Linked DNA regions of Mus musculus: all the other regions are linked to region 6. The links are chromatin contacts, called in public ChIA-PET, HiChIP or PLAC-seq and promoter capture Hi-C maps. All regions are on one chromosome and are shown on one strand. The core of a region is the stretch at or near the end of the contact, and the rest is flanking DNA. Distances in the headings are between cores, read along the strand shown.

Region 1 (2,700 bases), core at 156-2,655, 480 kb before region 6:
GTTCTCTGTCTCTTTGTCCATCTGGCCCTGGTTCTGTGTCGGATTTCTCCACAGTGGCCTACATGGGTCTGGGCTTCACCTCACAGTCCTGTGCCTGCCTCTAAGCTCCTTTCACATGGACAGTCCCAGCCTTAACCCCGCAGCAGCTTGATGCGTTCCTCAGTAACTGTCCATTGTGGTTCCTGGTCTAACCGCTAAAGGGACTGGTTCTCTTCTCGTCGGTATTAGCTCTCTGACACTCCTAAGGCCTCTTTAAACTCCTTGAACTTTTCTGTGGCCTCTTTAACCCCTTTGTAGCTATTCTGTGACACACACACACATACCCCTTTACCCTGATGTGTAACTTGTGATCTGAGTTAATATTAGTAATTAAATTTGGAATAAGCCAATGCTTGCCACTGGCCAACTGTCAAGGGAGATGAGAATAATTTGGCAAATCAGAGCAAATGAAATTGAAGTAGCTTGTGAGCTTATTGTGACTCAATAAATTCTGACATTGTGGAAAGACACAGATGTGTCCCTGTTTTTAATATAGTTAGTGTATTCAAGACAACTTCCACGTCTGCAGTTACCCCGCCCAGCTTTAAAACGGGTATTGTAAAAAAAAAAAAAATCACACTGATTTACTTTGTGCCTGCCTGCGTGCATTTGCGTGTGTGTTCACGGTCCAAAGCACTCATGTGAAATTCAGAGAACAGCTTGTGGGAACTGGTTTCCTCTTTCTACCTCGTGGGTCCTGGGAATTGAACTCAGCTGGTCAGACTCTGCAGCGGGCACCTTTATCTGCTGACCCACCTTACTTATAAGATATGATTTTTTTTTTTTTAATCTCAGATTTAACTGCCGATTTCACTATTGACCTGTGACAACTGCTTGTTTTCCTAGCATCCAGTCTGGCGAACGCTGCCTTCCATCTGGACAGCTCTTCACACTCGGCGGCACTTGCTCAAGCAGATTATTTTATTCGACATTCCCCAAACCTTGAGTGAGCAGTGAGCAATGTGCAATCTGACTTAACAGATGGGGACACTGAGGCTCTGGCTAGTCAGTGCAGGTGGTGGCTGGGAGCCTAAAGCCAGGCATTTGAAACCATGGGTTTCAAAACACCAACAACAATAACCAATATTCCATCTCCTTCATTCTTCAACTGCACACGTTCAGCTAGTTCCCTGTAGGAGGTGGTTACACAGACCAGGTTACCCAGACTAATTAGAATTAAGAGGGATTCTTAATTTTGACTCATGTCTACATATGTAGACTTCCCCTTTTTAGAAAATAATGCTCTTTTTTTTTGTATTTCAGACAAATTTCATTATTCTTATTTTAGTAGAGTGTCAGCCTTAAGAAGCTCCTTCTGTCTGTGGGTGTCAGAGGTTCATGCAGATAACACTTGCAGCCAACACAGAGGTTCTCCCCCAAACACTGGCTGAGCACTTCTGCAGGAGGCCTCACACTGGGCAACTGTAGCTGTTCCAAAGGCCGATTATCTTATCTGATAGTTTCAGCTTCAAAACTGAATTTCTCATTCTAACTTCTCAAGCAAGCATGGTGTTAAACTCAGCAACCCAACAAGGGTCACGCCCTGTGTGCAAGAACGCTTTTCTAATAATAACCACACTGTGGTACAACAGAAAACTGTGGGCTGGAAACCAGGCCTCTCACCAGCTGTGGCCCATGCTTGGCCTCTGAGCATCTCAGAGCCTCTGTCTTCGCTGCATTTGCTGATCTACTTTTTAACCTGTCGGATGAAAAGCGAATGGAAAACCAAGCAGCTTGGTGGACCTGTCAAATGAGGAACAAACATGACCAATATAGTGGCCTGATTTTAGAGGTGGCTGCGTCACAATGCACCTGTCTGTGGCTAACAACTCAAGGAGAATGTGTGGACAATCAGAATTTTACTCTTTTTTTTTTACTCTAAAATATAAATATAAATAAACAGATAAACACTCTGAAATTGTAAGTAAATAAATAATGTTTAAAACCCCTATGTAGTTGGAATATCCATTTGATTTTTTTTTAACTGAAGGGTAAAATGGTTGAACAAATACTGTTGTGCACAAATGAGCACATTACACAGGCATTAAGATATTTGTCCTTTTTTTGTGACACAGGGATATACTTACAGATATCTCTTGAATTTAATATATAAAAATATAATGTACATCATCAAAGGTGAAGAAAAGTACCGCATCTGCAGGCGTTGGAGTAACAGGCAATGAGCTTCATTTCTATATCCCTGGGTTTTTTTAAGCTTGGAAAAAAAATGTTGGCTTTGATTAGGAAGGAAGCAGTCAGTTGCAAGGCAGACTTAACTCTTACCCAGATTGCATATTCCTTTCTCCAACTGATACCCGACTGGGCATCTGCAGGTGAACGATCCCTGAGTATTGTTGCACGTGGCTAGGGGAGGACAGGGGCTGGAGAGACATTCGTTCACATCTGCAGGAGGGGACAAACAAGAGCATGCTGACGGGGTGGCAGGCAATGGATCATCATTCGGTGCCTACTAAAACCAACTGGCACCGTGCGTCGTGTGTCGTGTGCTTCCAAAGAAGAGCGGGAAGCCACCCTTGTTCTCACGGGGATGGCTGCCTGCCAGGGCAGTGGCAACCATATGAAGAATTAACTATATCACAGGGTGGGATTGGCATGTACAGAGATAAACACAGATCTGGTTGGTTGTTATTGTTAGTGTTG
Region 2 (2,763 bases), core at 185-2,684, 380 kb after region 6:
TTCAAATAAAGATTTAATGTATGAGTACACTGTTGCTGTCTTCAAACACACCAGAAAAGGGCATCTGATCCCATTACAGATGGTTGTGAGCCACCCATGTGGTTGCTGGGAATTGAACTCAGGACTTTCAGAAGAGCAGTCAGTGCTCTTAACCACTGAGCCATCTCTCCAGCCCCATTCTCTCTTGTTTCTTGCAGCTGATTTGTCTTACTCTTGACTATCATGCACAGACTAGTCTAGGGATCACCAGTCTATCTACTTCGCTCTTACCTCTAATGAGATACCTACTCTATCTCCTTTCCACATTGTAAACTTAGCTTTGTAAGCACATTTGCCATACCCTCTCATTTGATAAAACTCACTGTTCTATGGCTGATTCCAACTCCTTAACATGTCATTTCATAACCTGGTCTTGCTTGCATGAGAATGCCCACATCATTGTGTCCCACTCCTTTGCTTTAAAAAAACTTTATATATGTGTATATATACTGGGTGTGTATACACATTTAGTGCATGCATGCATGTACATTCATGGGGAGAGAATAACTCTCAGGAGTTGGTTCTCTCCTTCCACCATGGAGGTCTGGGGTTTGACCTCTGGTGGTTAGTTTCGGTAGCAAGCTTCTTTACTTACTGAACCATCTTGCCCTTTCTCAGTTTTGATTACTAAGAAGCAACGATTTTCAAAACTGCTATTTTCTTAATACCTGTGAGAGCTGTTTTGTCCATCTTCCTGCCTCTCCTCCCCTCCTTGTTAAACTCTTATCCTAGAAACTGCTCTGCATGGCTTTGGTGGTGTATGCTTATAATCTCAGCATTCTGGAGGCTGAGGGTCTTGACTTTGAGCCCAACCTGTGCTACAGTACCAAAACAGGGTGGAGAATTGACTCAAGGGTTAACTATCTGTTCTTGTAGAGGGTCCCTGTTCCGGTGCCTTCACGGGCACCTTACAAGCATGTGATGCACATACACTCAGGCACACGCATATACATTTAAGAATATTTAGAAAAAGAAAACAGTAACCTGTACCCCGACATCACTCCTGCAAGAGACCTTCCCTCAAAGTCTTCCTAGCCTTTCTACTGCCCTTTTCTGGTTCAGTTTGTGATCTCTTGGTGTAAATGCTTGGAGTCTTCCAACACCAAGAAGTATTAAATCAGGAATGGACTGAAGTGAAGTTAATCGAGTTAGGATTATATCAGTTTTATTGTCTATTTTAACCTCCGACAGAGTCTGATTTCCTGAGTAAAGTGTGACAGGAGTTCGCCCTCGAATTCCTGACTGTCGTTAGTTACATGGAGCTTTTAATCAAGGTTCCCTGCCCAGGGAAACTCGCCTAGCACATCACGTGTACCCAGGTTAGGGGAGCCTGGGATTGGATGGGGCAGTGCATGCCGGGAGAAGGATGGCCTTCGAAGGGCTTTTTGGGAATTGTAGTTCTTGGAGCCGGAAGTGGGGGTGGCAGGGGTAGAGCGGCAGCTGAGGCAGCAGTCCTTGACTCTGTCGCTGTCAGGGTGTAGTGCATGGTTCTAAGCTCACCAGCCATGGTGCCTCCCCTCTCTTGAGGGTGCTCCGGGTACCCTGGCGGTCGAAGCGGCCTGGAGCCTCTCTCTGGCCCCGAGACGGCCTTATAGTCCGGATGCGTCCGGAGGGCGCGGGAATGGATCTTGGCGGCGGCGATGGGGAGCGTCTGCTAGAGAAGAGCAGGTGGGCTGGGAGCGGCTGGCAGTCGGGGCTGCTTGCGTGCGCGGGAGCACAGGGAGACTTGGCTGGCATGACACGCAGTGCGGGGCGCGGCATCCTGTAGAGCTACTGTTCAAGTGACTTGTTTGGGAAGAATTTCCAAGAGGAGGGACTGGTGGGGCGTGTATAAGGACAAGGGAGGAGATGAATTTAGGGACGGTGAGCAACTGTGGGTATGATTCTTTGAGGGCCAGGGAAGACAGTGAAGAAACTAAGATACAAGACTGCCAGAGGAGAGGTGGACATTGAGAGTCTGGGAGAAAGGACTGAGGTGCTGTAGTGAGATTTTTATAGGCCAAAGTCTATAGATAAGAGCAGAAACAAGATTGGTGCCCTGCGTTAAAACTTGTGATAACCCAGACCGATTTTAAAAGGGTGCTAAGATATTCTGGGAGCTACGGTTTTAGATTACAATGGCTCAGCAAGGTTAGGAAGAGATGAATGTGGGTGAGGAGGAGAGGTAGGCCCGTGGGTTAAAAGAAACTGATTGCACTGGGTGTGGGCTCGCTGAAGGGACAGAAATCATGTGCATGTCCTTTGTCAGTGAGATGCTGCTGCCCTGAGAGGACCTCTGTTTCTTTTTTCTTCAGCCCCTTTGCTGCTTCTCCACAATGCAAACTAAATAAGCTCAAGTTTTTGTGGAATTATTGTCAGAAAACCTTAGCTTCTAGAAATAGGGGGATTATTTTCTTTTTAAATTTAAACAACTACACTTATGTGTGTGTGTGTGTGTGTGTGTCCTACTTAGGATTGCTTCATTAACAACTGGTCTTAGGTTGGGAGTGTAATTCAGGGTAGAGTGCTTGCCTAGCATGCAGGCAGCCCTGGGCTCCATCCTCAGCACCACAAGAACAACAGAAGCAGGGTCTCAACATCTTAAGAGGATGCAGGAGCAGAGGCACAGTAGAAATATGGCGTGAGGGAGTTTTTCTTGACACTTAAAATAGGTTTAGTACAATGATGGTCTCCAGAGCAGGTGAAGTCCCACGACTAGAAGCAAAATAATTTACCTTAAAATAT
Region 3 (2,700 bases), core at 166-2,665, 460 kb before region 6:
ATCAGGAGCTGGAAGTCAGTTTGGTCTACACAGCAAGTTCCAGGCCCACCTCAACTACAGCGTAAGACCCTGCCCCCAACAAAACAAAACAGCGGTCCTCAAGTAAGCAGTGGCAAAGCCCCAGGCCTTGTGCTATTTGCCCGATTGACAATTCTCATTTAATCCTCACGGTAAAGCAACACAATGTGTGTGAACACTTCTGCAAAGCAGTGCCTCTAGAAAAAAAGGCAATGCTTGAGCCAGGCAGTGGTGGCACACGCCTTTAGTCCTAGCACTTGGGAGGCAGAAGCAGGAGGATCTCTGTGAGTTCAAGGTCAGCCTGGTCTACACAGAGAAACCCTGTCTTGAGAAAGGGGTTGAAGGATGCTTGCTTAGCTTGTCCACAGGCACTGCCTAGGATCCTACACGGGCACCTGCGGCACTAACTAAGAACCCACAGGCTGGCGTTAGGAAAATGAGAAACCTTCAGACTTTGAGCCTCAGCAAAAGCAAAAATAAATAGAAAATTAAAAAGAAGGAAGGAAGGAAGGATGAATGAATCTGGCAAGATGACTCAGCAGTAAAGGCCCTTGCTACCAACCTTGACAGGAGTTCGGTCCTGTGTGCCATGGGTGGCAGGAGAAGAACTGAGTTCTTCAGTTTTTCTTTGGCTCCCATACACTGTGGCAAATGCACTCCCCTCCGCTAATAAACATTTTAAAATAAAATTTAAAAAAATTGGAATGCCATCTCCCACTGGGACAAGGCCTGAGCTAAGTTCCTAGTGTTTGTAACAGGCCACAGAGGGAACGACTGCTCACCTGGTGTGAGCACGCGTCACTTTCTGTCACACTGCTCAACCTTGACGGCTATCCAGAACCTCTCAGAAGTAAAGCAGAGGCAGCGGGTATTACAACAAGGCAGACTACATCCAAAGTCCTTCACGTCGTTTCTGTCCTCTCCCTTCACAAAAGTGACATCACCACAAAGCCATTTACCTGGACTGCAACAGCTCAACTGCCCACAGGAAAGACTCCCATAAGTCAAGACCCATTATTCCGCCCCAGCTCTTAGCGAGTCTACAAAATGTCACCTTCAAAGGACATTAGCACGACTCTCACAAAACCAGCAATTGAAAGTAGTTTCTATTATGATCTTCAGCAATCCCTTACATAAATAAATATTCCTCTTGGAAGAACTGCCCGCCCACTGCCTATGGGCTAAACGGTATGCTGACTGTCCGACAACAATCCCACGCTCCACCCAGCTTCCCTTTGTGCCCCCATTTCCAGGAAGCTCACACTAAATTTAGTGCGGAATTGTAGTCACTCTCACACAATTCAACATACACATTTGTGCCTTCAGAACAGAGCTTCCTCCCCGCCCTCCTCACCGGGGCGGGGCCACTTGTTGCTTTGTTTATAGCCCCGCCCCCACACCAGGACCAACAGTCAAAGAGACCACGGAAAGTCTAGAGAGGCAGCGAGGCAGGAGAGGGTGGAGAGCAACGCCCCCTGGCTCATCGTCCTGGGCGTGCTTAGGTGCTGTAAGATAGATTCTGTTCAGAAACAGATTAACTCCTGGCTACCCAGGATGTGGAAGGTGCTGTACTGATCAGTCTGTTCTGCTCTGTGTTCTGTTGCCGTAATAAAATACTGACCAAGAGCAACTCGGGAAATAAAGAACGTTTATCTTATTTTATTGTAAAGTTCTAGGTAAAAGCTTATCATTGAAGTAGACCCATGGAGGGGGCGCTACTTACTGGCTTGCTCAACCTGATTTCTTTTCCTTTTTTCTTTTAAAGATGAATTTATTTATTTTACGTATATAAGTACATTGTAGCCGTCTTCAGACACAAAGGAAGAGGGCATCGGATCCCCTTACAGATGGTTGTGAGCCACCATGTGGCTGCTGGGAATTGAACCCAGAACCTCTGGAAGAGCAGTCAGTGTTTTTTAACCACTGAGATAACTCTCTAGCCCCTCAGCCTGCTTTCTTACAGAACCAGGACCCACACAAACAAAACAAATCAGAACAAAAACCACACACACAAACACACCCACACACAAACACACAGATTTGCCCCACAGGACAATCAGATGGAGATATTTTCTCAATTGAGGGATCCTCTTCCCAGTTTGTGTCAAGTTGGCAAAAACACACTCAGCTCCACACACCGTGCTCCTAGGTGGCAGTAAAGGAGGCCCAGACGACACAGACTGAGTATGTATGGATCATCAAATGCTGCCACCTTTCAGATCAAAAGAACCTCCCACCATGCCCTTGGTTTATCGTCCGTAGGCACATCTCCTGAGGGACATTATAGACCTGACTGGTTTAAGCGTTGGGCTTTTCTCTAGGTCACACTGCTAGAAAAATCACGAACTCTTCCCCTGAACAAGGACCCCATTGCTTGTCCTCATTCACTGAGCAGGCTGGTACGGCAGGTTGACTCCAAGTCTGCTGTGGCGGGTCCTGCTGGTCCTCCTTAGGCCTACATCCCCAAAGCTCCCGTGTCAGTCACGGACTCAGAAAGGGTTAGTAGAATCTCATGAAGTCCATTCAGTAGGAGAGGTTTATCGAGCTTTCTGGGTAGGCTAGAAGGTGCCAGGCTAACTTTAAACACAGGGCAGAGGCTTGTTTCCACAGAGGTTTGTTTCCTCATTGGCCTCAGGCGCTCTCTGGGGTATGCTCTCTGACTAAAGTCCTCTGTAGTGAACA
Region 4 (2,700 bases), core at 163-2,662, 340 kb after region 6:
GTTGCAAGAGTCAGTTCTCTCCTTCCAGTATGTAGGTTCTTCGGATCAAACTTGGGTTGTCTGTCGGGTCTGGCAGCAGCATGTGCCTTTTTACCCACTGAGCAATCTTACCAGCTCTATTTATTTTTTCAACATTAGTGAAATATGTAATAATTACCAATCTTTGATGACTACACAAGCCTAAGAAAAAGTATTAACTCTCACATTTTAAAATCAAGCAGAATGAGGATGAAACAATGTATATGACATAAACACAAAACATTTAAACTACTTCTGAGGGGACCCCTCCCCTTATGTAAAACAAAAGGACTCAATTCTTAATCTACTCCCGGAGGAAGCTATATTTAAAACACAAGAGGAACACATTATATAGTATGTTGAATACCTCAGTTACCATACATTGTTTCCCACAACTAAGGAAACCAAATAATACTTAATCCCCATTCTCTTTCCTGTCTTAAACAATATAAGGCGCAGAAATGTTTTTAAAGGGAAAAGCAAATATAGATGTGGTAGACAATATCCTACTTCTTTTCATGTTTTCTTAGGCGGCGGTAAGAATGGAAGACGAAAGTCCTGAGCACCTAAAGATGGCCTATTTTTACAAGTACTTTTCGGTAAATCAGACGGAGGCGGAGAAATAAGCTGTTCCCAGTGTTAGAGTCCACATTACACACACATACTCGCACACACTAGGGAAAACGCCAGAGCGGACCTGGATCCTTTGACAATGCAGCACCCAGCGTCACCCATACTACGATGGAAGAACGTGCTTGCCACGCTCCAACTCTTAGCAAAGTCAATTCGGCATCCCAAATGCAAAGTGGTCTGCAGACACCGGGGCGAGGCAAAAAGTCTACGGGGCGGGCACTGATGCCGAGATTTCTGAGAGCGATTCAAGAAAGATCACCCGTCAACTGCCTCTCGCCGGCAGCGGAGATGCTGCTGCGCGCTGCCGCACCCCAGGCTCCGGGTCTGGCCAGGCCGGGAGGGTGCGCGGTACCGCCAGCGGTCCCCGTTACCCGGGGAGCCTCGGGCCGGTCGCCACACACCCCCTGCCCCCCACTCCACGGGTCCCGGGTAGCAGGGATGCCCGCGCCCCGCTCACCGGCCCGGGTGGTGTCCGTCAGGTCATGGTTGGCCGCTCCCCGGGGAAACTCCCTCAGTTTCCGGCCGCTCAGGCTCAGCACCCCGGTGACCGCCGCCTCTTCCAGGGCTCGGTCGACCGAGCGGCTCCAAGAGCCCGGGCCAGGACCAGGGCCCAACCCAGGGCTCGGCCCACAGGTCGCACCGGAGAGGTTTCCCCCGGACGCCACAGGGCCAGAGTACTCCGCAGCCGCTACCACAGCCACCAAGCCCGCGGCCGCCATTTCCCAGCCGACAACTCTCCGGCCCGGCTCTGCGCATGCGCCACGCGATCCGCTGGGTGGGCGGGGAAAGGGGCTCGCGGACCGGGGACAGCTCTCCCGGACGCGCTGGGCGCAACAAGCCGCCTGCCCCGCCCACAAGCAGGTTTTCCAGGGAAACCGAACCGACTTCGCAGAGCTGGAGCAGCCCGGTACCCTGGGCTCCCTAAAAGGCCACTACAAAAACCAAAACCCGTCCTTAACAGCGCTCCAACTCTCAGTGGTGGATTACATTAAACGGCAAAGATTCCTTAGCCCTGTTGCTGCCAGAAACTTGGGCACTTAGAGGGGACTCCCTGAGATAAGCCCAAAATTGTCTCTCAGCTTGTCACCATACCGCCAGATGATCTGAACTGGAATTTGTGGATATACTATTAGTTCTTGAACGGGAAAACAAACATACCGTGTGAGCAGATTCGGCTACAAAGTCCCTAATTCTTGTTGAAATTGTTATGTATTTTAGATTTGTTGTTGTTGTTTTGTTTGTTTGTTTTTTGTTTTTCGAGACAGGGTTTCTCTGTATAGCTCTGGCTGTCCTGGAACTCACTTTGTAGACCAGGCTGGCTTCGAACTCTTTTTATGAAAGAGCTCTTAATGAAACCAAACGTCTTAAATACTGTGGCTGTTTGCGCAGATTTTATCACTAGCTAGAGCAGAACGAATAATATTTACATCTAACATTGAAATCTGGCTATGTAATAAATGTTGGGATTAAATTTAGAACCGAAAGACCAAAACCGGAAACCATTCAAGTAATGAAAACTACCACTCACATTTAAATAAAACCCCACCCTCCCAGTCCTGCAGTCTCTTATTTTTCCAAATCTGTTTTAAATTCAAGCCATTCCTAATATGTGATGCAAATATCACTCACCAAATTTACTTTGCTGTACAGAATTCGAGGGCCTGTCAGATAAAGTCTCTTTTCTAAAGAATTAGCTAATTTTATTTTGGAACCCAAGGAGGCCAGTTACAATAAGAAAACAGCAATTGGGCTGAGTAGAGTGCACGGCAAAGCAGTCCCTCTAGAGCAAGAACGAGTGAGGTGGGTCGGGCAGTGGTGGCACACGCCTTTAATTCCAGCACATGGGAGGCAGAGGCAGGTGGATTTCTGAGTTCGAGGACAGCCTGGTCTACAGAGTGAGTTCCAGGACAGCCAGGGCTACACAGAGAAACCCTGTCTTGAAAACAAAACCCCACCCCACCCCCAAAAAAAAGAACGAGTGAGGTTTTTGAATAAAACCTGAAGTTACAAAATAGGATGACAGAGAGCAAAATTCCAAGTATGATTTTG
Region 5 (2,823 bases), core at 246-2,745, 430 kb before region 6:
TGCGGAGGGGAGATTATGGTTCAAATGAGGCTTTATGAGGGTAGAAAAGTTTCTCTTATTCAATTCTAGGAAGTAGTACCTCTATGTTCTAAGGATGAGCAAGTTGGGAGAAAGTTTGTAAAACATGTAAGATGGACAGACAGACAGACAGACAGACAAGAAGTGGAAACTGGACAAAATCTTGGCAGTCCCAGTGTGGCAACAACAGAGCCCGATGTGTGCCCTCTGCCTCTTACGGGAGGACAAATGGCTAACATCACCTAGGCTGGTTTGGTTCACAGCACTTTCTACTATTTTTACTTTCATTTTGTCACCTCTTGTCACTTGGAGGCAGGGAGGAATGGGGCCCCTCCATTCCACAGATGGGGAAACTGAGAGCCAAAGATGAGACACAGCCAAGGTCGTGTGGGGGTTACATTAGAATCCCACCCAGGCCGTGGCATTTTCTTCCAACAGAAAAAGGAACTAGAAACAAAGGAGGCAGGCACAGGAGCTGAGTCCCCATTCTGTGACCAGGACAGGCAGTGCCTGCCTGCACAGCAAGCAGCTGGCTGGGGGAGGAAAGGGCCCAGGACAGTCCAGAGCCAGTCAGTGGCTTCCAGGGGTTTGACCTTGCAGCGCCCCCAGCCCCATCCCAAGTAACCCTGCTCCTAAGGTTAACTGGGTAGCTTTGTTTTAAAGCGCACTCTTTGTCCTTTATGAAGTCCTAAGTACTAGAAGCATTCCAAACTCCGAAATCCGTTATTTACTTATACTGGAAAGTCAGGCTTTAGACCAGGAGAGACCAGTTCTAAATCTGGGGGTTGGGGGCTGAAACCGAGGGACAACAGCCAGAAGTTACCACTCCCCACGAGGTGAGAGGCTCTTTGGGGTCTTCGTTTTGTAAAAGTGAGAAGGGTGTGGGCTAATCCAGGAGAGAGTTTTCTTCCAAAGCACAGGGAGGGAATGCATGTGAACATTTTATATTCCAGTGGCCAGGGACAGCGTTTCTCCGTCCTGGGCCACCCTCAGGGTTCCACCCACGAGGGTCCACGGAGCCTCGGCCGGGATGGGGCAGCCGCGAAGCGCCCACGCCCCCTGACCCTCGCTGGAGACTCTCACTCACCCGCGCTCACGCCTCTGGGGACACGGCCGGAACGTCCCCGCCGGGTCGCGACGCCGGGTCCGGGGGCCGTATGTCCGGCGCCAGGCGGCGAAAGCGGTCCCGCGACCGGGAGGAGTGTTCGATGGGCCGGGGAGGGAAGGGAGCCCCGCGCCCCGGGGGCAGCGGGCGGCAGCAGCAGCAGCGGTAGCAGCAGCAGCAGCAGCAGCGACGGTGGCGGCCACCGCGGGGCGCGCGGCGTGGCCATGGTGGCGGCGGCCGCCCGCGCTCACATGCCGGGCGCCGGGCCGAGGGCGGCGGCGAGCGGAGCGGGGTGCGAGCGCGCTCTCAGCCGCAAAAGTTGTGGGAGCCGCGGGAGGGCGGAGGCAGCCCTGGTGCTGCCACACGCCAATCAGCCCGGGCGGGTCGCGGGGCGGGCGGCTCCTCCTCGGTTGACATCACCCGCCCCGCGCGGGGGCCCGGGGGCGGGGAGAGGGCAGGAAGAGGGCGGGGGCGGTCTCGGTCTCCCGGGTGAGTTCACGGAACCCCCGGGTGAACTCATGGAGCCCCCTGCGACTTTTGTTACAGGGCCCACACCCTGGAGTATCGCTTTGGCTTTTGGAGAAATGAAATTGGGGTGGGGGGCACTTTCCCAGTTCCTTAGCCACACAGTAGGTCTGTGAAAAGTAGATTCTGGCGGTGTAATTGACATCAGGTGAGTGAGTATACAGAGAGCTTTCAAAAGACAGAGAAGTGAATCCTAGACCCTGTTCCATACGTGGACCTGCATTGCCCTTAAGGATCTGAAGAGGCCCCAACCCACTGCCGCCCTTTTGGGTCCCCAGAATTGGTGAGAAGATTTGCTTTAGCCAGGGCGGGAACCCTCATCTTCTTGAAGGCTCAGAAGCCTGATTTCCTTCCCACGCTATCTTTGGCTTACACCATAGTTCTTCAAAGATGTCACTGCTGAGACACCCAAAGAGGCCAGAGGGAAGAGAAAACTGAACCGAGTCTGGGGCAAGGGAAAACCCATAGCCAGGAAAAGGACAGCAATTTGCAAATTAAACATAAAAAAAAAAAAAAAAAAAAAAGCAGCCCACACAGAAGTTAAAAAGAAACCTTTAGGGGAGATGTTCCAAGACAGAGTGTCAATAAATTTGCTTGGTAAGTAAAATTCTGTGTGTGTCCCTATTCCCTCCCTTCCTAGGAGACAAATGATACAATGTCCAGATTTTAAGACCCAAATCTCTTTTCTTTGTAAGTAAAGAATGAGCAGCTCAAAATAGGGGGAAATAACTTGCTTAAGAGTTGCTAAGAGAACCAACAACTAAAGGATTTCTCATTGAATGACCATGTGGCTTCGTGCTTACCTCATAGCTTAGAGTTGTCAATAATTCAGACAATATCTCATCCAAACTGAAAACCACAGATCCCTTGGGATGCTCTCAGATGTGCTAGGGTTCTTTGTCTGTTTACCAAATGTTCAGGAGACAGGCTTGTCTCTTTCCCCATGTCTCTGCCTCTCTCTGTCTCCAAGCCTCCATGACCCGCCTCCAGGGGAACGATCAGATCATAACGTCCAGCGCATCGGTAGATGGGCCTAGACCCATTTTCTGGTGACTCGGTACAAGTGAGTCACTTGGCAGGACACAAAGGATGCTCCGTATAAACAAGTTTACCTTAGACAAATGAGCCAAGAGTGGAGAATTGGTTTGGGTTAGGGTTTATAGAACCACAAATGA
Region 6 (2,878 bases), core at 23-2,522:
TATAACATAAACGAGTCTGGTAAGAAGCGTGGACAAGGCACAAGTCTGAATATGAGAACTGAGTATACGGGAAAATCTCCCCATTTCTCTTTCAATTCTACAGCGACCTTAAAACTGTTCTCAAAAATCAAAGTCTTAGCCGGGCGTGGTGGTGCACGCCTTTAATCCCAGCACTCCTGGGAGGGGAGAGGGCAGATTTCTGAGTTCGAGGCCAGCCTGGTCTACAGAGTGAGTTCCAGGACAGCCAGGGCTATATACAGAGAAACCCTGTCTCGAAAAAACACAAAACAAACAAACAAACAAAAAGTTAAAGTCTTTAACTTATAAGCACACATAAATGGTTTAAGTAGTCAAAACCTCCAACTGCTGAGAAGTTCCTGGTTAGCTCTCTCGAAACTTAGTCCTCTCTAGAGACGCATCAATCATAAAAATGTACGGGTTACCTTAGCATGAATACCTACTGGGGGTGAGGGGGCAACAGCAAAATGGCTGGACAGGGGCTGAGCAACTGAGGGTCAGGGAGTTCAAATACAGGGCGCTAATGAGTTTCCTAAACATTTGTTCATCAGAGTCTACAAATCCGTCACGACCCTTTGGATGGATGCACTCACAGATTGACAACGCGACACTCCCTTAACTCAAAAGGTGAGAAACACCAGTTATCACCGAGGGGCGGGGATTGCAGGAGGAAACATTATAACGACATTACAGCTAAATGGAGAGTTCAACAAATGTTTCTTCCTCTGTCCCTTCTCTTTAACGTGACGCTGATGTCTATTTCCCGACGTGTCCATAGGCCAAGCCCCCCTTACTGCGCACACTCGCCTCTCACCAAGGGTGTAGCCGCCTCCCAGCGACCCCCTCGGCCGGCCGGAAACAGCAGCGAGCCTCTTCAGGGCCAGACCCCGGGGGACGCGCCCACTGACACCGCGGGCCACGCCACCACGGACACGCGTGACAACGCCCACGCGGCGCTCCGGCACGCCGCGCCTGTGAGTCCATTTCCACTCCGCATCGGGTCATCCTCCGGTCTCGGGACCGCACCCACCAGACCCAGCCAGGGCGGCCCGGCCCGGCCCGCTAGGCCCGGCCCCAGACCGGAAGCCTCCGCCGCCCCTCTCCTCACCGTGTCGACCCCTGAGCCGTCTTCTCGGGTGCCCTCGTTCTCCTCACCGACCGCGGCCTCCAGCACAGCGCCAGGGCCACCCAGCGGCTCCAGGGGTCCAGGCTGCAAGAGCTTCTCGGGGTCCGGAGGTGCCTGCTCCATAGCTGTAGTTTGGCACCGCGAGTCCAGTGCGCCTGCGCGGGGCCTTGACTCCAGCCGCCCCGCCCTCTGCTTGTGGTAGCTCCGCCCTGCGCTCTCGGTAGTCCCGCCCCTGCCCACAGAAACTCCTCCTAGGCAGCGGAGACCCCAGAACGCTGGACCACCAGCCAAGACCTGCGACCGAGGGAGGTAGGGGAAAGCTAGGGCGACTACAGAGGGTTGGCTACAAAACTGGTAATCTGGGAGAGCCGGTAAAGACATAAAGAAACTAAAGTGAAGTGAACTCAAGAAGTGCAGAAGCCACTCAGATTGGCGATCCCCTCAAGTAATTGTGTCATTAAAAAGAAAGGGAGATTGTCTTGTGACCATCGCCCTTACCTTGCATTCACAATTCCGTTTCCCCTCGCAAAGACCAGAGCAGCATCAATTATTAACTTTTAGAGAGTTGAGTAACGCATTCAGCAAAAGATAACGCCTAAAGATTTGAGAGGTAAGATGGCTGAAGCAGGCTGGAGAGCGCCATTGTTAAGTAAGTGTTTAAACTTTAGACGCTAAAGCAATTTAATTTTCTACAAGTCTCTTGTAATTTCCTGAACCTACCCCTTGGCAAGATTCCCTGTGGTGACCTGAAGAGAAATGTTCACTGACTGTAGCCTAAATATGGGACCTTTGGGTTGGTATTTTTGTACAAAACCTGGTCTCGGACCAAAACTGATTCTTGCCAAACATCCTTTTCCGGGTTGTGAAGCACAATTTCTTCCTCCTGGAGTTTTCTCCCTGGCTTGGTGGCAAAGTTCCATTCATGCTCAAAGCACTTTCTCTTGTTATTTTACAATAATTTGTTCTAAATCCAGCTTCCTCCAGCTAGACTCTAGACTTCTTTAATGCAGGGACCCCTTCTCCTATCCTTTCCCTGTTCCTTCCTTACAGAGCCTGGACTATTTATGTATTTAGGTATTTTATTGTTCGCCAGGGATTAGTTAGGTCCGGCAAACCCCCAGAAAACATGTTTTTAAATCAGAAGACTTTTTTTTTTTTTTTCCGAGACAGGGTTTCTCTGTGTAGCCCTGGCTGTCCTGGAGCTCACTCTGTAGATCACCAGGCTGGCCTCGAACTCAGAAATCTGCCTGCCTCTGCCTCCCGAGTGCTGGGACTAAAGGCGTGCACCACCACCACCCGGCAGAAGACTATTTTATTAATCACACAAGGATAGATTTGTTCTCATTATCTTGTGATCTTTTCCCAGTTTCTGAGATCTCAGAAAACTAGATCCTAAAGCCGGCAGGATGTTCGTTGTGAGCTGACCAGTGGGTGACAACGAGGAAATGACACCTGGCTTTGTAAGGCCTGAAGGAGACCATATTATTGTCTACTGTTTTGTTTTGTTTAAAAATAAAAGCTAGAAGCCGGGAAGTGGTGGCGCACTTCTTTAATCCCAGCACTTGGGAGGCAGAGGCAGGCAAATTTCTGAGTTTGAGGCTAGCCTGGTCTACAGAGTGAGTTCCAGGACAGCCAGGGCTATCTAAAGAAACCCTGTCTTGAAAAACCAAAAAAAAAAAAATTAATTAAAAAGTAAATAAATAAATAAATAAATAAAAGCAAGCTAGTCTGGTG
Region 7 (2,700 bases), core at 61-2,560, 510 kb before region 6:
GGTAGTTCCTTTCCTTCCTCTGTCTGCTTCTCTCTGTACACACACAGCTCTGAGACGACTGACGAAACCATACAATGTACTCATAAAATTTTTTTTAAAACATATTCACAGTGGTGTGACCATTGTCACCTCCAGAAGTCTCAGACCCCTTATCAATCAACCCCAGTTGCCCAACTTCTCCACCCTGACCTCTGCCCTAGATTCCCACTGGCCTACTTTCTGTCTCAATTAGATGCAGAGACTCTTATAACTCCTATTCCTATCGCACTTCAGATGATCTTTTGAGATGCCTCGTTTCCCTGAGAACAAGGGTTTGAAGGTTCACATGTGTCAGTCGGTGGCTGACAGAATGTGGCTCTGTCACATCTGGGTTTTGTACCCGTAGGCGCTAGGACTGCTCCCCTCCCCACCCCCTTTTGACTCTCAGGAATAGGACTGTTGTGAATACCCAGGTCCAAGTTCTTGTGTAGATGACTCATAAGCATCTCCTGGGACTGGGAGTCCTGGGTTTACCAGACATTCAAAGCTGCTTTTCTTTCTTCTATCCCTGCCAGCCATGTGTGCCTAAGGACTCCAATTCTGCCACATTCTCATCAACATTCCTTATTTTCTGTTATTTATTTATTTAAAGACACTTCTTGCTGCGTAGTCCTGGCTGTCCGGGAACCTGGAACCCACTATGTAGACTAGGTTGACCTAGGAGATCCAACTGTCTCTGCTTCCTGAGTGCTGGGATTAAAAATGTGTGTGAACAAGTTTGGTTGTATTTTAAAAAAACAAAACAAAACAAAACAAAACAGCTGCCTGTATTCCTGGCCGGCTTTGCACTTGCTTTATAGCTAAGGATGATTTTGAATTCTTGATTCTTCTTGCCTTTCCATCCCGGGCTGGGATCATAAGGAGGACAACACTTTGTTCTTTAGTTCTGCATGGCTGCGGAGCATGCGCAGGGACGACACTTTGCTTTGTTCTTTGGTTCTGCATGGCCGCGGAGCATGCGCAGGGCTTCACGCACGCTAGGCAAGCGCTCTACTAACTGAGCCATGTCCTCAGCTCCAGAGTTTGTTTTTGATTTTGATAAAGTCCTTTTTATTTTGTTGCTTTGGAGACAGGGTCTTACTATGTAGTCCAGGCTTGCCTAGAACCTGCTATAAACCCAGGCTGTCCTCAGAGTCATCTTCCTTCTGCCTCAGTCTCCCAAGTGCTAGTTTACCCAAGGTTCAGAATCCACCTTCGCATAGTAGCACAGGTCCTGAAAGGGGGATCTAAATGAGAGGTCTCACCACTCACCTGCAACAGGTAACAATGAGTGCCACGCCCAGGATGAGCAAGAGGCCACCTCCTGCGGCTGCGATCACCACAGTGATGAGCTGATAGGCTAAACACAGAAGACAAAGGAAAAAAAAACAAACAGGGCTGATTGGCAGGAGGTCCTCAGTCCTAAGTAAGCCTCCACCCACCCCACCTCCGCAGCATGGCCCTAGCTGCTCTCTCCCACTGCCTGCTCTCTGGCCCAGAGATCCTCCAAGGCTAGAGTTCTGCTTTCTTTGCAGTGAGAGGATTCCCTCTTTCAGCTCCAAATTTCTTTCTCTAGAGCAATCCTAATGACGTCACTAAACCAGAAAAGAGACAGGCAACCATCAAGTTTCCCCAAACTGTTCTGAAAGACTTTACTCTTATTCCCCCTCTCACTTGGGTGCTTGCTTTTTATCACGTGAAAATTATACATCTGGAAATTTAACTTTTTATCTTGATGGTAATTAGTGAAGATAAAGATTTGTGCTTCACCCTGGAGGCAGAGGCAGCCTGATCTGCATGGTGAGTTCCAGCCAAGCCAGGGCAACAGTGAGACCCTGCTTCAACAAAACAAAACAAAACACCAGATGTTTGATTCAGTTTTAGAGTCTTACTTGGTAAAACAGAACAGAGACAGGTTAAACTCTTCAATTTCAAAAGAAATGTTACGTCTGCTAAGTCCAGAGTCTGGGTTCACTGTGTAAAGCATGCCAGAGACACAGGAGGCTCCTTATACATTGATTTAATTACCAGAAATTAGCACTGATAGAAGCATATATTATATATAATAATGCTAACATATCTAATTAGTTGGGTTTTATATCTGTATATTGTAGCAAAATTTATGATAGATTATATTAAATTTTCTATTTTTGTATGGATATAAAATTAAAATTGGTTTCTCAGGTTACAAGATCTAGTTTGAAAGACCAATAACTAGATTTTTTTCTTTTTAAAAAAAATACACATTTTATATTTCATTACCAATGTTTTATTCAACTATTTGTCTGTGACCAAAGAGACCAGGTAAGGACATCAGGATCCGCTGGGACAGTTACAGAGGGTTGTGAGCCATCACGTAGATTCTGGGAGTGGAACCCAGATCCTCTGTAAGAGCAGACCTGTGCTCTTTCCCACTGAGCCATCTCTCTAGCCCCAAACGACCAGACTCTTTTTTTTTTTTTTTTTTTTTTTTGAGACAGGGTTTCTCTGTATAGCCCTGGCTGTCCTGGAACTCACTTTGTAGACCATGCTGGCCTCGAACTCAGAAATCCGCCTGCCTCTGCCTCCCGAGTGCTGGGATTAAAGGAGTGCACCACCACGCCCGGCATAACCAGACTCTTTAAAGTGTTCTAAGACTGATCCATGATCTGCAGGCATGGTTATAAAGTCAAGGCCATGGCA

The links. Promoter capture Hi-C pulls out the DNA fragments that hold promoters and counts their contacts. ChIA-PET counts read pairs in DNA pulled down with a chosen protein or histone mark. HiChIP or PLAC-seq counts read pairs in DNA pulled down with a chosen protein or histone mark.
Region 1: an H3K4me3 HiChIP or PLAC-seq map of the 230-238 cell line shows a contact between it and region 6, with 4 times the contacts expected there. The contact joins the enhancer-like site here to the promoter of Snx4 in region 6. A contact is called at or near these places in 19 of 39 promoter capture datasets (the 3T3-L1 cell line, 3T3-L1-derived adipocytes, the C10 cell line and 11 more), 1 of 15 datasets of contacts at CTCF or cohesin (pro-B cells), 3 of 484 Hi-C or Micro-C datasets (cortical neurons, nephron progenitors and palatal mesenchyme), 16 of 115 datasets of contacts at active chromatin or transcription factors (the 230-238 cell line, the HPC-7 cell line, SST interneurons and 10 more) and 3 of 9 other capture datasets (adipose tissue, liver and pancreatic islet).
Region 2: a promoter capture Hi-C map of hematopoietic stem and progenitor cells shows a contact between it and region 6, with 2.3 times the contacts expected there. The contact joins the promoter of Rubcn here to the promoter of Snx4 in region 6. A contact is called at or near these places in 2 of 39 promoter capture datasets (fetal liver and hematopoietic stem and progenitor cells), 3 of 484 Hi-C or Micro-C datasets (CD4 T cells, CD8 T cells and hematopoietic stem and progenitor cells), 2 of 115 datasets of contacts at active chromatin or transcription factors (bone marrow-derived macrophages and extraembryonic endoderm stem cells) and 1 of 9 other capture datasets (pancreatic islet).
Region 3: an H3K27ac HiChIP or PLAC-seq map of trophoblast stem cells shows a contact between it and region 6, with 8 read pairs. The contact joins the enhancer-like site here to the promoter of Snx4 in region 6. A contact is called at or near these places in 9 of 39 promoter capture datasets (3T3-L1-derived adipocytes, the C10 cell line, the HPC-7 cell line and 5 more) and 5 of 115 datasets of contacts at active chromatin or transcription factors (the 230-238 cell line, craniofacial prominence, embryonic stem cells and 2 more).
Region 4: an RNA polymerase II ChIA-PET map of effector CD8 T cells shows a contact between it and region 6, with 11 read pairs. The contact joins the promoter of Lrch3 here to the promoter of Snx4 in region 6. A contact is called at or near these places in 6 of 39 promoter capture datasets (the 3T3-L1 cell line, the C10 cell line, hippocampal neurons and 2 more), 1 of 484 Hi-C or Micro-C datasets (embryonic stem cells), 4 of 115 datasets of contacts at active chromatin or transcription factors (the 230-238 cell line, effector CD8 T cells, extraembryonic endoderm stem cells and 1 more) and 2 of 9 other capture datasets (adipose tissue and pancreatic islet).
Region 5: an H3K27ac HiChIP or PLAC-seq map of extraembryonic endoderm stem cells shows a contact between it and region 6, with 4 times the contacts expected there. The contact joins the promoter of Heg1 here to the promoter of Snx4 in region 6. A contact is called at or near these places in 6 of 39 promoter capture datasets (the C10 cell line, cranial neural crest, hippocampal neurons and 3 more), 2 of 484 Hi-C or Micro-C datasets (CD4 T cells and CD8 T cells), 4 of 115 datasets of contacts at active chromatin or transcription factors (craniofacial prominence, embryonic stem cells and extraembryonic endoderm stem cells) and 2 of 9 other capture datasets (adipose tissue and pancreatic islet).
Region 7: a promoter capture Hi-C map of embryonic stem cells shows a contact between it and region 6, with 4 times the contacts expected there. The contact joins the enhancer-like site here to the promoter of Snx4 in region 6. A contact is called at or near these places in 6 of 39 promoter capture datasets (3T3-L1-derived adipocytes, the C10 cell line, cranial neural crest and 3 more), 6 of 115 datasets of contacts at active chromatin or transcription factors (embryonic basal ganglia, embryonic hindbrain, extraembryonic endoderm stem cells and 3 more) and 1 of 9 other capture datasets (adipose tissue).

Annotation. Positions count from the first base shown.
Region 1 is chr16:33,731,341-33,734,040 of GRCm38.p6, reverse strand. It overlaps Heg1 (heart development protein with EGF-like domains 1), which reads right to left. Exons shown (of 15, transcript NM_175256.5): 6 at 2,323-2,442. Among named protein-coding and RNA genes, the nearest start is that of Heg1, 48 kb to the right of the region's middle. Within about 2 kb of position 1,405, at least 56 of the 459 cell types and tissues checked have an H3K27ac peak or open chromatin away from gene starts, as enhancers often do. A contact at or near this core is called in the 230-238 cell line, the HPC-7 cell line, cortical neurons and 4 more, where this site is marked.
Region 2 is chr16:32,867,037-32,869,799 of GRCm38.p6, reverse strand. It overlaps Rubcn (RUN domain and cysteine-rich domain containing, Beclin 1-interacting protein), which reads left to right and starts at 1,434. Exons shown (of 19, transcript NM_172615.4): 1 at 1,434-1,707. The coding sequence starts at 1,640.
Region 3 is chr16:33,713,161-33,715,860 of GRCm38.p6, reverse strand. All of the region lies in intron 2 of Heg1 (heart development protein with EGF-like domains 1), which reads right to left. Among named protein-coding and RNA genes, the nearest start is that of Heg1, 30 kb to the right of the region's middle. Within about 2 kb of position 1,415, at least 131 of the 459 cell types and tissues checked have an H3K27ac peak or open chromatin away from gene starts, as enhancers often do. A contact at or near this core is called in the 230-238 cell line, craniofacial prominence, hematopoietic stem and progenitor cells and 1 more, where this site is marked.
Region 4 is chr16:32,912,812-32,915,511 of GRCm38.p6, reverse strand. It overlaps Lrch3 (leucine-rich repeats and calponin homology (CH) domain containing 3), which reads right to left and starts at 1,412. Exons shown (of 21, transcript NM_001081255.1): 1 at 1,109-1,412. The coding sequence starts at 1,370.
Region 5 is chr16:33,683,138-33,685,960 of GRCm38.p6, reverse strand. It overlaps Heg1 (heart development protein with EGF-like domains 1), which reads right to left and starts at 1,495. Exons shown (of 15, transcript NM_175256.5): 1 at 1,106-1,495. The coding sequence starts at 1,349.
Region 6 is chr16:33,249,850-33,252,727 of GRCm38.p6, reverse strand. It overlaps Snx4 (sorting nexin 4), which reads right to left and starts at 1,272. Exons shown (of 14, transcript NM_080557.2): 1 at 1,127-1,272. The coding sequence starts at 1,267.
Region 7 is chr16:33,759,436-33,762,135 of GRCm38.p6, reverse strand. It overlaps Heg1 (heart development protein with EGF-like domains 1), which reads right to left. Exons shown (of 15, transcript NM_175256.5): 13 at 1,291-1,378. Among named protein-coding and RNA genes, the nearest start is that of Muc13, 34 kb to the left of the region's middle. Within about 2 kb of position 1,310, at least 36 of the 459 cell types and tissues checked have an H3K27ac peak or open chromatin away from gene starts, as enhancers often do. A contact at or near this core is called in adipose tissue, embryonic stem cells and extraembryonic endoderm stem cells, where this site is marked.